Regions from separate parts of the Zea mays genome. Here all the other regions are linked to region 1. The links are chromatin contacts, called in public Hi-C and HiChIP or PLAC-seq maps. All regions are on one chromosome and are shown on one strand. The core of a region is the stretch at or near the end of the contact, and the rest is flanking DNA. Distances in the headings are between cores, read along the strand shown.

What was found. Hi-C and Micro-C count contacts between places; a contact is called where the count stands out from the background. HiChIP or PLAC-seq counts read pairs in DNA pulled down with a chosen protein or histone mark.
Region 2: an H3K4me3 HiChIP or PLAC-seq map of leaf shows a contact between it and region 1, with 2.8 times the contacts expected there. The contact joins the promoter of LOC100191479 here to the promoter of LOC100286175 in region 1. A contact is called at or near these places in 4 of 25 Hi-C or Micro-C datasets (bundle sheath, ear, leaf and 1 more) and 1 of 3 datasets of contacts at active chromatin or transcription factors (leaf).
Region 3: a contact with region 1 is called in a Hi-C map of bundle sheath, with 2.8 times the contacts expected there. The contact joins the enhancer-like site here to the promoter of LOC100286175 in region 1. A contact is called at or near these places in 4 of 25 Hi-C or Micro-C datasets (bundle sheath, ear, leaf and 1 more).

What each region holds. Positions count from the first base shown.
Region 1 is chr10:48,123,637-48,128,692 of Zm-B73-REFERENCE-NAM-5.0, forward strand. LOC100286175 (ATP binding protein) reads left to right here and starts at 2,675. Exons shown (of 1, transcript NM_001159063.2): 1 at 2,675-4,734. The coding sequence starts at 2,771. The coding sequence ends at 4,651.
Region 2 is chr10:48,567,479-48,572,534 of Zm-B73-REFERENCE-NAM-5.0, forward strand. It overlaps LOC100191479 (putative Transmembrane 9 family protein member 2), which reads left to right and starts at 2,206. Exons shown (of 7, transcript NM_001136911.3): 1 at 2,206-2,424; 2 at 3,457-3,621; 3 at 3,712-3,821; 4 at 3,906-4,014; 5 at 4,096-4,208; 6 at 4,300-4,453; 7 at 4,583-5,056. The coding sequence starts at 2,314.
Region 3 is chr10:47,858,640-47,863,695 of Zm-B73-REFERENCE-NAM-5.0, forward strand. No RefSeq gene overlaps it. Among protein-coding and RNA genes, the nearest start is that of LOC100280879, 93 kb to the left of the region's middle. Within about 2 kb of position 2,237, at least 17 of the 20 cell types and tissues checked have an H3K27ac peak or open chromatin away from gene starts, as enhancers often do. A contact at or near this core is called in bundle sheath, ear, leaf and 1 more, where this site is marked.

The DNA.
Region 1 (5,056 bases), core at 1,425-3,924:
AGACAACCCAGGAACTTGCATTTTTTACTCTGAAGACACATTTCTCGGGGTTCAACTTTAGACCTACCCTTCAGAAACTAGCAAAGGTTTCCTGAAGATCTTATCTTGCTTCTTCGTACTTCTTACAATGATGTCATCAATATAAGTCAAAACATTCTTGCCCAGTTGTGAGCTCAACATTTTTGATGTCATTCTACTGAAGCTTCCTCTGGCATTCTTGAGCCCCTGAGGCATCCAAAGATAGTAGTAAGTGCCGCTGTGGGTTATGAAACTAGTCTTTGACTCATCTTCCTTTTTCATCCAGATTTGATGGTAACCTGAGTAACAATCCAACAAACTCATGAGTGAGATCTATGAAGTCAATGCACATCCACCACTTGCCGTTGGATTTTTTGACCATTACTGTGTTGGGCAACCATTCTGGGTATGTGACTTCCCTAATAACCTTGGCAGTAAGCTATCTCTTAACCTCAGCCTTTGCACCTTCGGCCTTATCTTCGGACATTTTACGAAGCTTTTGCTTACATGGTCTAACACTTGGGTCCACATTTAGGGTATACTCTATTATGCTTCTGTCTAGTCCACACAGGTCATTTGCTGACCAGGCAAAGACATCTTTTTTGTGAAACAAACAACTTTGGAGATTAGAATCTTGCTTCGAAGTTAGCTGATTGATGAAGAAAACCCTCTGTTCTGCAACATCATCACAAAGAAGTACCGGCTTTGGTTGATCCACCGAAGATGCCTTTTCTTTTACTAGTTTTTCAGATTCCTGGATTCGCACTTCAGCTTCGTCTTTGTTATAAAAAATCTTTGGCTTTTCCAGGGTCCCTTATGCCCTTCTTATTGCCTCTTGGCTGCCATAAACTGATATTACTCCTTGATTGTTGGGTATCTTCATGAAAAGATAAGCTGAATGTAGAACTACTTCAAATACATTGAGAGTTCCTCTTCCGATAATAGCATTGTATGGGAATTCCATATCAACAATTTCAAACATGACTTCCTCTGTTCTTGTGTTGTTAACATAGCCAAAGGTAATAGGCATAATCAAGTTTCCTAATGCCATCACCTGTTGTCCTCCAAAGCCACAAAGAGGAAAAGCTGAGTCTTGGATCTTATCTTCGGGCTCTTGCATTTGCTTGAAAGCCTTGGCAAATATGATGTCTACATCATTACCTGTGTCGACCAGGACATTGTGCACTACGAAGCCTTTGATAACACAAGAGATAACCATGGCATCTCTATGTGGATAGTCTTTGAGACGAAGGTCATCCTGAGAGAAGGTAATAGGAATATGGGACCACTTGGTCCTAATGTAGGGTCCATGGATGCCTACATGTTGTACCCTTCTCTGGGCCTCTTTCTTTTGCTTTTTGTTGCTGAGTTCGAAGCTCAAGCCCCCAATGATGGGCAGCATAAGCTTCTCCATGAATGCTGACGAAGCTTGATGGTTTGCCATGCTCTTCGTTGTGATGTAGTTTGTTGTGGTAGTGAGATCACTGGAGGTGGGCGCCAATGTTGGTACTTGGTTTCAATTCCCCTAAAGGTATCGAAGATTAAGGCAACACAAGTAAGATGTAAAGACCTTCGTCCTTTGATGTAACACTTTCCTCGAATTGTTAGAACAAAGGTTGAAGGCTTTTAAAGAGAAACATGGTGAGGTAATATGAAAAAGACAACGTAAATATCTATGCAAAACTCATCTCTTATGCCTTAGCATTTTATTTCATCTCTTCTAATATCATACAAACTTACAAACATACCTTCAACTCCTAGACACAGGATGGCACAAAGGTTCTTCGAAGGTTAAGCAACACGAAGTTATGGTTCTTAAAAAGGTATCTTATGCAGGGCATTGTTCACCTATTTATAGGAAAGATGAACCGCCTTCGTACAAAATTACAATCATACCCCTTAAGGTTTTACACACATTATTTACAAATGACGTCATAGCTACAATGTATTTTCTCCATTCTCGGCTACGCGGGTTTAGGCCTCCATTGTTTGGAAACTTCTCTGCTGGCTTGTATTCAAAGTTCTTCTTTGTTACCTAAGCTACCGACTTCAGCTAGCATCTTTGCCATTTGCGCGCATAGGCGAAGCTTCTTTAGATGTTGCTTAGGACGAATGTCAGAAATGTACCTGAAACACACTTGTTTGTGCCGAAACGAACATTGAATGATGATTTTCGGCATAATAGGCCCACAATATTTATCTTGTTGTTTTTTGTCTACAATATCAACTTTTTTTGTAAGAATGAAAATCTTATCTACTTTATTGCTTCTTAGGGTACAAATGAATAAATGTTTATGCCTAAAGAGCCTATATTTAATAGTCGCTAAGGGGTCTAAAAATGCAGAGCCAGCCATGTGCTTGCAAGGCTACAAATGAATAAATATTTAAGTCTAAAGGATCAATATTCATGGAGGCCTAAAAAATGTAGAGCTAGCTCTAGCCGTGTAGAATACTCTCTTCGTTTTTTTATTTGTCGTATTTTAGTTTAAAAATAAATTAATCGATGATAAACAGAGATATTACTATTTTATGTTATTTTTACAGAAAACTACGTTACTGATATATTGAAGTTTAAAAATAAGCTATATGATATATGAAAGCCCGTTGGAGTTTGAAATATAGCATAGAAGGAGCTTTACTGTTTACCTGTCCAATACGGCAATACCGGCCATCCCCATTCCCCAAACCCCAATCACTTCCTCGCACGCATACACCACGCTGCCTCGCGTCGCCGCCGCCTCCGTCCACTGCCATGCCTTCCCGCCTTCTCCAGCAGCCCCTCCCTCCAGCTGCTCCACCGCCGCCTCCCTTGCTTGCCCATAGTCAACACCGCCGCCACGCCCTCCTCACCGCCACCATCGCTTCCGCAGTGGCCGCAGTAGCTTTGTTGCTCTTGCTCGTTGTCCTCCTCCGGCGGCGGAGGCTCCGGATCCCCACACTCCCGTGCTCCCCGCTGTTGGACTCCGGTCGCCCGCTCCGGCGTTACTCCCGCCGCACGCTTCGCCGCGCCACGGGCGGGTTCCACCCGTCCCGCCTCCTCGGCAGTGGCGCCGCCTCGCCCGTCTACCTCGCCACCTTCCCCGACGCCTCGCTCGCCGCTGTGAAGACGTGCGCGTCGGCGCACGAGCTCCACCTCCTCGCGTCGCTCCCTGAATCCCCTCGCCTCGTTTCCCTCCATGGCTACTCGCCCGGCCCGGGCTCCGGCGGCGGCGCTGCCGAGCGCCCGCTCCTCCTTGTCTTCGAGTACATGCCACAGGGATCCCTTCAGGGCGCGCTATTCGGAGGCGGCGACGCCGCTGCCCGCGATGGCCAGTTCCTGGACTGGCAGAAGCGGCTCGCCATCATCCGTGACGTGGCGCGCGCGCTCGCCTTTCTCCACGTTGAGTGCCAGCCGCCCGTCGTGCACGGCGACCTCAAGCCCAGCAACGTCCTCCTCGACGCTAACTTCCGCGCCAAGGTCGCCGATTTCGGCCTCGCGCGCTTCAAGACTCCCGATGCAATCGCCGCGTCTGGTGCTGCCGGGGACGATTTCATGAGCCAAGAACTCGGCGAAGCCGGCGACCACCTCTCCACCACCGCCTCCGCTGCCGGCGGGGCCAAAACGGACACAAAGGATGATTCTGGCCCGGCTGGTGCGTGGGGGAAGGAGTGGTGGTGGAAGCAGGATGGTAGCGGTGAGCTTGACTCGAGGGATTACGTCGCCGAGTGGATTGGCAGCCAAATCTGCCCGGAGAGGAACCCGGATTGGGTCAACGAGAACGAAGACGCCGCCAACGAACGTAAGAACTCTCCCTCGGGTACGCACGAAAACGCTGTGTCAGCCTCGCCGCCCGAGGACAAGAACAACACCGACTGCAATGGCAATGTGGACGTCGCCAGGAAGGAGGGGACCAAGATGAGGGAGTGGTGGAAAGAGGAGTTCTTTGAAGAGATGAGCAAGAAGGGAGGAAGCTTCGAGAAGCGGCGCTCCGGCGGCAAACCGTGGATCCGTTCGATCAGCATGAACACGGGCCACGGCGACACCAACGGCGGCGAGAGCAATTCTGTGGACCTGAGCTTCCGGAGAAGCCGGAAGCGGAGCCGGCGGCGCGGCCGGTCAGTGGGCAGCGACGTCCACAGCGGATGCGGCGGGGACTTCCTCAGCCGGGAGCTTAGCAGCACGACGAGCATGCGCGGCACGGTGTGCTACGTTGCGCCGGAGTGCGGCGGCGGGCCTTTTGAGCACGGCAGCGATCTGCTGGAGAAAGCCGACGTGTACAGCTTCGGCGTTCTCGTGCTAGTGATCTTGTCCGGTCGGCGGCCGCTGCACATCCTGTCGTCGCCGATGAAGCTGGAGAAGGCGAACCTAGTGAGCTGGTGCCGGCAGCTGGCGCGAGCCGGGAACGTGCTCGAGCTCATGGATGAGCGGCTGGCCGGCGGCTACGACAAGGACCAGGCCACCAAGTGCGTGCAGCTCGCGCTGCTCTGCCTGCAGCGGCAGCCGGAGCTCCGGCCGGACAGCAAGGACATCGTCAAGATCCTCGACGGCGACATGGAACTTCCGCCGGCGCCGGTGGAGTTCTCACCGTCGCCCCGCCTGCGGCCTTTCCCGCGGTCTTCGCGCCGGCCAGCACAGCCTGATGCCGCCGAGTGATGATGGTACCTCTGCTCCTTGCGGATCTGCTGTTTCGTTCGTGATTGATGTGTGTGAATTGACAAAACCCATGGTGCCGTGTAGATTGTTTTGTTTTGTGTACATAGGAGCAATTCAGCTTCCGCCATCTAACACTTGAATACATTCCATGCCAATTCAAAAATTAACGAAGCATCTTGCAGAAAACAAACGTAGTCAATCCTGAAGAGCACTCATTCTGTAACAACAAATTCTTGTATTCTTCGTTTTTTAGAACTGACGTTGCTTGTGAAATTTTGCAACAATATTTTAGGATACTATTGAATATGGCAACTTTTTCTTTGAATATAGCAACAATATGAAAGCGAACAATCATATACACTGGCTATACAGTACTAGTAGTAATGTATTTGAAGAGATTGCTGA
Region 2 (5,056 bases), core at 956-3,455, 440 kb after region 1:
CATCAAACATTTGGTTTGTCACTTCATAGTAAAGGTTGTGGTAACTTATTTAGTTGTACAAGAGCTACATGTGGCCATTCACATTTTGTTTGTTATATATTCCCTTCATCTTGAAAAACTTCATTTTAAATAAAGGGTCCAATTTTGGTAATATGTGAAATGCCTGATATATGGCCCTTATCTGTTATTTAAACAGGTCTGTTCAGTTAAATAAATATTTATGTAACTATTAGGTATCTTTGTTTTTAGCTGATGTTTGGTCTAATGTGAGTGACATTACTAAGTGACTGTCAATTTCCTCTGGGACAATGAACCTGCAAGTATCAAGAGGTGCCTGTTTTTTCTTTTACCGAGCCTGCTAATTACTTGTCATCAAAGCTAGGCTCTCAAGCAATTTTTACAAGGGTATGATCGTTTTACACGGTTGGCTTTGTTGAGACCATGTTAAGAATTATGGACCTGCTTTTTGTATACTGATTTGATGATGTCGTCACTGGCTTTTTCGGTTGATGCAGTGTAACGTTGACATGTTGGACGAGTGTCGTGGTGGTGGTGTGTCTGCCTAAGCTGCCTCTATTGGGATTATTCGTGGTTTTTATTCCATTCATGGTATCTGATTAGTTATAATAAGACACGGTGAAACTTTGATCGACCATGTCCACATCTTGAAGCTACGGTTCCTGGGATTCATACATTTTGTTATCCTATGTTGTATCTTGGTCTCTGTGATCATAAATATTAAAACGAAGCTGTTATGTTGGAATATGTGTGTGTATTTTTTCTGATCGTACATAGGGAAACCTGTTTTTGGTAATCAGGTTCATTCCGTTAATAATTTTGCGGACTCACAGGCCTACAAACACGCGCTGTTTTCAATCGTGGCGTAGTTGTCTATCTGGAAAGGTGGTCTTAAGATAAAGTTGACGAAATTTTACATTGGTAGTAGCTCTTGGCCAACTTTTTTGCATTTTAGCCTTTTAGGGTATTATTTTCACAAATACACCCTTTGCAGTTTCATTTAAAAAAATGGACCCCGGCTCGGCGCCATTATAATTGGCGCCGAGACAACGCGTGACGGCGCCAACTTTAATGGCGCCTGTTTAGGTGCCGTGGATGGTGATGTGGCAGGGGTTGGCGCCATAGATCTTGGCGCTGGCATCTCGTGTCAGGGGGTCAGCACCATACATCTTGACGCCGATCCCTGGTGTCGGCATCACGTGTCAGGCGCCGACCCCCTTTATATATCACACGAATTCTGTATTTTTCTCAATTTTTTTTAAAGTCGTCTTCATCAATTTTAAAGTAGTTCATTGCCAAATAATATTGCTCGACACTAAATAATACAGAATAAAAAATTATATATTTTCGTTGCAACGCACGTGCACTCACCTAGTCCATTAATTAAGCACTAAAAAAAGGACACTTTGCACGGTGTAGCTGACAGGTGGGCTGGTCGTGCCGGGCCCGTACGTCACAGTTGCTGTGCCGATACTGGGTCACTGTAGGGTCACCAGCAATGGTTCAGGTCGGCCGGCTGCTTGTGCTATTCTTCCAGTCGTGCCCGTGCGTGCTCTCCCCACCACCCCAGCAACACACGTAATACACCACCAAACTCACTTTTTTCCGTGATGCGCACCTAACATGCCCACTGACGCATGGGCCCTCTTCGATCCCTTTAGCGTGCGCGGGCCCCACCTGCCCGAATTGTTTGGCACGAACGCAAGCAAAGCTCGAGTTGTCACGTAGGTGAGACGTTCCAGTCCCACGACACTGCTTGCTAAACCAACCAACACCTGTACAGCACTACCACTGAAACGTGGGACGGACGTGCTAGCAGGTAGTCGGGCCATGGTGTCAGTGTAAGGCTTTTCGTTGCGATCGTGTGGCACTAAAAAATTGTAGCTTACTGACAGGTGGGACCACCCGAAGTGCACCTGGAGGTAACTCGTGGAACCAAGTTTATCCATTATCGAAACTCACCGGCGGTAAAAAGAAGCAACATGGAACTGTGCAAGGGCTGTCCCGCACAAAACTTTTCTAATCTCACTGGTAATGGGACCATGCGACCACATTGCACATGTCGGGCCCACCTGGCGGCGATAGTACAGCGAGTCTGGGTTGGGTGCGCAACGTTCGTGCCGCTACGGCTCGGCGCCTGTATGCGTCTGCAGTCCATTAAACCACCACCATCTCTTCGCGCAACGCAGCGGAAAAGCGCCATCTCATTCTTCTTCCTCCATCTTGTCTCTACTTGCCCCGCGCCGGGGAGCCGCGAGCGTCGCGCCACTCCCATCGCCTGCCCACAACTCCGGCATGGAGCCGTCGGCGTGGGCCGTCGCCTTCGCCGCACTCTGCATCGTCGCGCTCGCGCCGCCGGCCTCAGGGTTCTACCTCCCCGGCGTCGCGCCCAATGACTTCGAGAAGGTACGCGTAAGACAGCCACCCTTTGTCTCGCCTCCGTTTCTCCTCCTGGGCTCCTGGCACGAGATCTCCTCCCTAGCGCTTTGTGTGTTTGGGGATCGCGTGCGGTTCGGATCTGCTGTCGGCCGCCCCAGATCTGCGAACGCGCGGGTCGGCCGCATCGAGATCTGGCTGCGCGTGTTCGCGACGATTCTCGCTCTCCGCGCAATCAGTGGCGCTCAGAATGTTTCGGTCCTATGAGCCGTGCAAAAAGCTTCATATGTGCTTCCCCCGTCACGTTCTCGTCGTGAGATTCATCGCGGGTGGATGCGTGATGGAGACTGAAACAACGGAGATGTGCTTTCACCGGGAAATGCCCAGAGGCCAGAGTGTGCACCTAGGAGAATGTGGAGCTGCAAAACTTTACATTTACGAGTGTCTGAGTCCTCCGGCGATAAAATTCAGAGAAGGATCATATTAGGTTGTTACATTTTTAATACAAGTCGTTGTTGATTACTATATACTAGTTATGTCAACTGTTCTGATCTGGAATGTAGTTTTCATTGATTTTGTAGCGTTAAACCTAAGTACCTGTGAAGAACCTAGTTTTCACACTGCTATCGTGACAGCAGTTGCATTTTATTTGACCCTTTATCTGTAATTTTTTTGAAATTATTTTATGTTTCGTTGTATGTTTTATTTGTCTGTTTGTCAGTATCTGACCTATTGTCTTCCTACTTGTTATTAGCATTTGTCTTGAGTTTATATATTCATGTTAATACTGTTTGACATATTTAATAGCATGTGCGTCCTCGTGCTGTCTTATTACTTTCAATGTTGGAGACATGTTTCTACTACATTATTACTACTACTGTACTAAATTATAAGAAGTTCGGTTTTCTTAGATACATTGCTTTTATTATGTATCTAAGATAGTGAGTATATGTCTAAATGCACAGCGAAAGTTATGAATCTAGAAATGCTAAACCGTCTTATAATTTAGAATGGAGGGCTTAGATGTTTATGAGAAATATTTTATATTAAATATCATTACAGAAAGATCCACTTCCTGTGAAAGTCAACAAGCTGACCTCAATCAAGACACAACTTCCCTACTCCTACTATTCTCTCCCATTCTGCAAGCCGGATACCATAGTTGACAGTGCAGAAAATCTCGGTGAAGTTCTTCGTGGAGATCGCATTGAAAACTCTCCCTATACGGTTTGTTCTTTCACTGTGCATTGGTTTATCTGATCAGTGTTTGACACCTTGGGCACTAGTTTGACTGTTGAGCATATATATTTTTTTCAGTTTGAAATGAGGGAGCCTCAGATGTGTCAAGTAGTCTGCAAGATATCTGTTGGGGAGAAAGAAGCAAAGCTTCTCAAGGAGAAGATTGAAGATGAATACCGTGTTAACATGTTCGTCAATAATTTCGCTGCTTGATTCATGATCAGTTATTCATGTCTATCAGTTGTTGAAATGTAATTTCTTTAAATTGACAGGATTCTTGACAACCTACCTTTAGTCGTTCCTATTCAAAGAGTGGATCAAGAAGGTGCATATTTCTATCAACATGGATTCCATGTTGGGGCCAAAGGAAAATATTCAGGGGTAAGTGGCTATGACACATTGTTGCTCAAATGTTGTATTAATGTATAATCTTATGTGATACACTTCTCATATATTTGGCAGAGCAAAGATGAAAAATACTTCATCCACAACCATCTATCTTTTACGGTGAAATATCACAGGGATGAGCAAAGGGATGTTTCCAGGATTGTGGCCTTTGAAGTGAAACCATACAGGTAAATTGTTTGGAATGAAATAGCTGTAGTTAAATGTAGACAATATCCTACTTGTTAATATCTAACCAAAGAACTATGACACATACTGCAGCGTTAAGCATGAATATGAAGGGCAATGGAATGATAAGAAGACCCGCCTGACAACGTGTGACCCTCATGCTCAACGTATCATTACTTCGTCCGAGTCTCCTCAGGAGGTCGAAGTTGGCAAGGATATCATATTTACTTACGATGTGGATTTCAAGGTCAGAACTATGTTTGATTCTTTTTGTATTCCAAATAAGTGATTGTAGTAGCTGTAGTACTAAGTGTCCTATAAGTGGAGCATGAATATTGTGTTTTGCTCATTTCTGAGAACTACTGTAAATTTGTAGGAGAGCGACATCAAGTGGGCATCTCGGTGGGACAGCTATCTATTGATGACAGATGATCAGATCCACTGGTTCTCTATTGTGAATTCTCTCATGATTGTTCTCTTCCTTTCTGGAATGGTTGCAATGATCATGCTTCGTACCCTTTACCGGGATATCTCTAAGTATAACCAACTTGAGACTCAGGAAGAGGCCCAGGAGGAGACTGGATGGAAGCTTGTTCACGGCGATGTTTTCAGGCCTCCGTCAAACTCAGACTGGCTCTGTGTTTATGTTGGCACCGGTGTGCAATTCTTTGGCATGCTGCTTGTCACTATGGTATTTGCGGTTCTTGGCTTCCTTTCTCCATCGAACAGGGGTGGACTGATGACAGCCATGCTCCTGCTCTGGGTGTTCATGGGGTTGCTTGCTGGCTACTCTTCTTCACGTCTTTACAAACTGTTCAAGGGCTCAGAATGGAAGAACATCGCCTTGAGG
Region 3 (5,056 bases), core at 987-3,486, 270 kb before region 1:
TTGTGGTTGAGGCTTTAAATACCCCCAACCACCTCCATTCAATGCATTTAAGCTTTCCACTCTCCACACTCAATACAAGAGCAAAGAATACATTCCAAAGACACATTCAAAGCTTCTAATTCTCTCCAAGTCCCAAAATTAAGACATGTGATCAATAGTGATTAGTGACTTGAGAGATAGTGATTTGTGTTTCATTTGTTGCTCTTGTTGCTTGGTTGTGCTTTCTTCACCTCTTTCTAAACTCTCTAACGCCCCATTTGGATCACTGGAATTGAATTCCATTCTAATATAGTAATTTAGGCATATATCAATTAAGCTAATTCACTTTTATACAAAATATATTTGTATACTATTATTAGCAAGATGTCCTAGATATTTATGTGCTACATTTTTATTATAGAGGAGTAGAACGAAGAGTGTCATGTAAGTTACAGATTAGAAACAAATTCTAATCATGCATAAAATCATTTCCTATCCTCCACCCTATGAATTTTAGATAGGCTTATATCTGAACTTTGGAAAGTGGTGGAATGCCAAATTCCAAACTAAATAAGTTACTTTATTGAGTGAATTCCAATTCCTTTAAAATGAAGGGATCCAAACGCCCCATAAGTGATTTGTAAAGCTAGCAAGAGACACCTAATTGTGTGGTCATCCTTGCGGGGTCTTTGTGACCCACGAGATTAAGAAGAAGCACTCAACTGGTCTAGGTGACCGATTGAGAGAGGGAAACGGTTGAAAAAGACCCGACCTTTGTGGCCTCCTCAACGGGGAGTAGGGTCATTGAAACTGAACCTCGAGAAACAAATCACCGTATTCATTTGTGTTGATCATCACCATTCGATTTGTTTCTTCCCTCTCCTCTCTCTCTAAAAGTTCTCATGCTCACAATACTTTTGAGTTAGCTCCCAAAGTTATCCACATTGATTGAGCAACTCATAGCAAGAAGAACTATCTTCCGCACTCCGTATTTATTATTATTTGTTTCTAACCCTAATTCCGGTTGAAGTGTCTGTTCAAAGTTTATAAATTTCAGGTTTCGCTTATTCACCCCCTCTAGGCGACTTTCAATGACACTATATATCTCTAGTTGACCATCGACTGACCGATATTAGGGGTTTTCAGCAAACAGATGGTGTCTTCGGTCTTCCTCAGAGTCGACGAGCTCATCAATGATGCTAGATCGGACAGTGTGGGGTTCAGCTAGGGATTTTGCTTGCCGCCATGCCATTATAGGCCATGACGGACTCACAATGCATAGAATGAGGGTGACAGAGCAACCCGAAGTGCCTGATCGATGGTGGGGGTGCTCACGGTGGCCCTTAACTCCTACGATGAGCACTTGAAAGTGTTGTAGGGATAAATCAAATGCATGTAGGGGTACAATAAACTGGGTATCTTCTGGCAAAGCTGTAACACCCCAGGTGTTACTGTACGTAAACAGCGAATATGGACGTAAGTACGGGATATTAATAAGAATAACAGTCTCTATGTCTTAATCTGTTTCGTATGTCGCGAGTTCGACATCGTTTTTATCTTTATCTATCCGGGCTCTTCCTAAATTTTCGTGATGTTCGGAACATAGTTGTTCCGAAAATCGGTGAGTCCGGTAATTATTTAAAATTCATCGCTCGCGCAAAGACGAATTTGAAAATTTAGTCCAGTCCTCCGATTGCATCCCAAACAAATTAAATAGAACTCGACGACTAGAATTTCCAGTGCCAAATAATTCTGTCCTCCCTCTTTAAAATGAGAAATTGCATTTAAGGATTTTAAATTGGATTGTTTATTCAACGCGTTATTTTGGCGACGAAATGGAGTATACATTAGCAGATATGGTTTCGACTAATTTCAATCAAATCGCAGAGCAAATTATCGAAGCCAAAATCAGTTTAATTTGGTCAGTTTCTTCTCGCCTTGATATAAATCTTCAAAAGTGAATTAATGGTACGAATTCTTCCGACTTCAGAGTATTCGTCAAATCAAATCCTGTCCAATTGTTGCTGTCGATCTTATTCGTTTGACTCTCCTATATATCTTATAGACCCTCATTTTATACCCCAAAATATCCACAATTTCCTTTAATAAAAAAAATCTGAAAAGAAAAATCTTTTCTCCGTCCCTATCCTACCACCGCTCTCTCCGTTAATTTTCCTGGAGCAGCCATGGACGCGTACGTCTCCTGCCTTCATCCGTTGATTTTTTTTTCAGCCGCTGTCCTCTGCCTTATCCCCCACGCGTAGGCTTCTTCTGCAGCCGCCTGCTCCCTTGCGCCACTGCTCAGGTCGGCGTTCCTCTCCCTCTCCTCATCTCCATGGCCGGAGCTCCCTCCTCTCCCTCTTCCATGGCCGGCGTCCCCTTCAGCTCCAACTCGGCCTCCATCCCATGGCGCCCGGCCGCCTCTTCTCCCCCATGGCGCTCCTCCCCTGCTCCTCCGACGCGGCGGCTTCCGGCTCGCTCGACCGGCCATGGTGGCCGCGCAAGCCTCCTGGCCGCGGGCGGCTCTAGCCCAGGCCACCTTCGCGCCCGGGGTTATGGCGCGCGTCCCTACGCCTAGCTAGGCGCCTAGCCTTTGTCTCCGTCGCGCCGATCCGCGCTCGCCAAGGTCACCCGCCATCGCCCAGCTCAGCGGCTTCCCCTGCTACAAAGTTCGTCGTCTGTCCGTACGTCGCCTGCTGCTTATATCCTAGCCAGGTCAACCTTGTCATGGTGCTGGAGCTCTCGTGGATCCGGCATGTCGTCTACTTGCAGCTCCGGCAGGCCGCGTCGTCACACTGTTTACTCCTTTGATGCCGTCAAGCTACATCGCTGCATCGGCTCGATGGCAAGGCTCGCCTGACACCATGTTGTCCCTGTTGCCACGTTCCTCGTTGTGTTCGGTTCCGGTTGCGCCGTCGGATGCACACCTCCGGAGCTCGCCGGTGTCATGTTCTAGTCAGCATCATGTCCTGCGCGACACGCTCTAGTGTCGTTTGTCGCGTATTGCACGTCCTCACCATCTCCAACTTTCAACGTTCACTGTTGTCCGCTACGCGCAACCATGCGACAACCACGCCATCCACGACATATGTTCGCGCCAAAAATCCGAGAAAATTAGACATAAAAGGAAACAAATCAGCATGTAGCCAGAAAATTTTTGATGTGAATGGAGAAGGCAGTAAAGTCCGCGTGGTGCTCACCACGTGCTCGACGTAATGATAGAATTGGAACTCGTAGCTGTGCTCGTGGCCTTCAAGACGGATTAAATTATTGGTGAGCTGTCGTCGCTCTCGCTCTTCATTTTAATATTTCTCATCAGATTGGTATACTTGCGTTATTAATGTGGGCCGGTGACGTGCGCGTAAATCACAGTAGTGAATTAGTACAAGAATAAAATTTGATCGTGTAGAATAGTGAAGTACAGTACGTCGCTCGTCACGTATTTGTTGTTATGGACGGACCGAGAAGCATCGTCGATTTCGTGGGTTCAAGTAGTATTTTAGTATGAAGAGCCGATTTGTTATTCCTGTTAGTTGCATTGTTAGATAGATTGAATAAATATGTGGGGTAGGATTTGTAAAGCTAGCGATAGGTTTAGCATCTCGAACGAGTAATCGACAGGCTCCGTCAATGTTATGGTATTAATTTTTGCTTGTATGATAAAGTGATATTTTGCTTTAATTGTCATCATAATATTTGCTTTAATTTTCATCATAATATACGTGTAATAAATAGTTAAATGAATTAAAAGAATGTGATGTCCTATTTTAGTTGTCATTATACTCGAGGTTTAATGGTTGGTTAAACATCATTAATAGATGTTGCTTGCTCCTCCTAGTATCTAGGAGTGAGTAACATAGATAAATTTGTTTCTATGCAAATCCAAGAACTTTATAGTGGGGAAATGTATTTAGGCGCTTCAAGTCTTTTTCTTCTAAGTTGTAGATGTCCTAGGTTGATAAGTTTAAGTTATGGTAAAGTTAAGAAGATTTAGTGCTTAAGCATGGTTCACGAGTACTTAATGTTTGAATTAGATCCGATTAAATAAGAAGCTCGAATATTATAGTTAGTCTTATATTGACAACTGGCGTTTCTTGTAATTGGTTCTAATGACTTGTTAATAGTGTGTAATCCTCGATCATGTAACATTGTCTAGTATTGTGCTAGTTCTTCTTATATTCATACATGTGCATTATGCATATCATTTAGGTATGTTAAGTGATCACGTGATGTGGAGGACTAGAGCTGAGTCGACCACAAGATGTCGTAAAGCACGACCTACTCCGAAAGATGATGCTGATGGACGAACCTGAAGATGGATAATCTGAACAAGTGCCAAGACAAAGGATGGTCGTCAAGTGATCGTCGTCTAACAAACACTAACCTAGTGTTATCCAGGCAAGCCCCGGTGCATGCAACCACTTCCTTGTGTTTTTAAATGATTTTTACACAGTTTAAGTCTAGCGAAATGTGCATTAAGTTTATAGGAATTGCTTGGAAACTCTTTGATGCATTGACTACCATTATATCCATTCCTATTATAGATACTTCTTTGGAAGTATCAAATATTGTTTACAAAAAATGCTTAGCCCTACTTAGATCTTGTAGATAGAAGTTGTCTATTGCAATAATGCCTAGATCAGGGGTTATCCTGATGAAGGATGGCTTCTACCTGCAAGAATATTTTCATTGGGAGCATGGTGGGATCTTATTGCAAAGTTCCCTATAATGCTCTTTTCATCCTAAGGAACACAAAACAATCCTATGGATGGAAGTACTTAAATCGAGACTTGGGCTAGGAACAGGTGATGCTCCACCCAGGTTAATTAAGGATTGGATGCGTATGTAGGCCTATATGATCAAGGACTATCTTAACTAGCCACATGCCATGGATATGGGACAGGGTAAGCTTGAACCCGGCTATTCCATACATGAAAAGACAATCGTGCACTGGGAGTGGAGAGATGGCGAGAGTGGCACGTACCCTCCTGGCAAAGGACCGCCTAAAAGGGGCGGTGTGCTCTTAGGTGGCGCGGACCTATTCATGCAGTGGAGGATCCGTGGGAATGGTAGACAT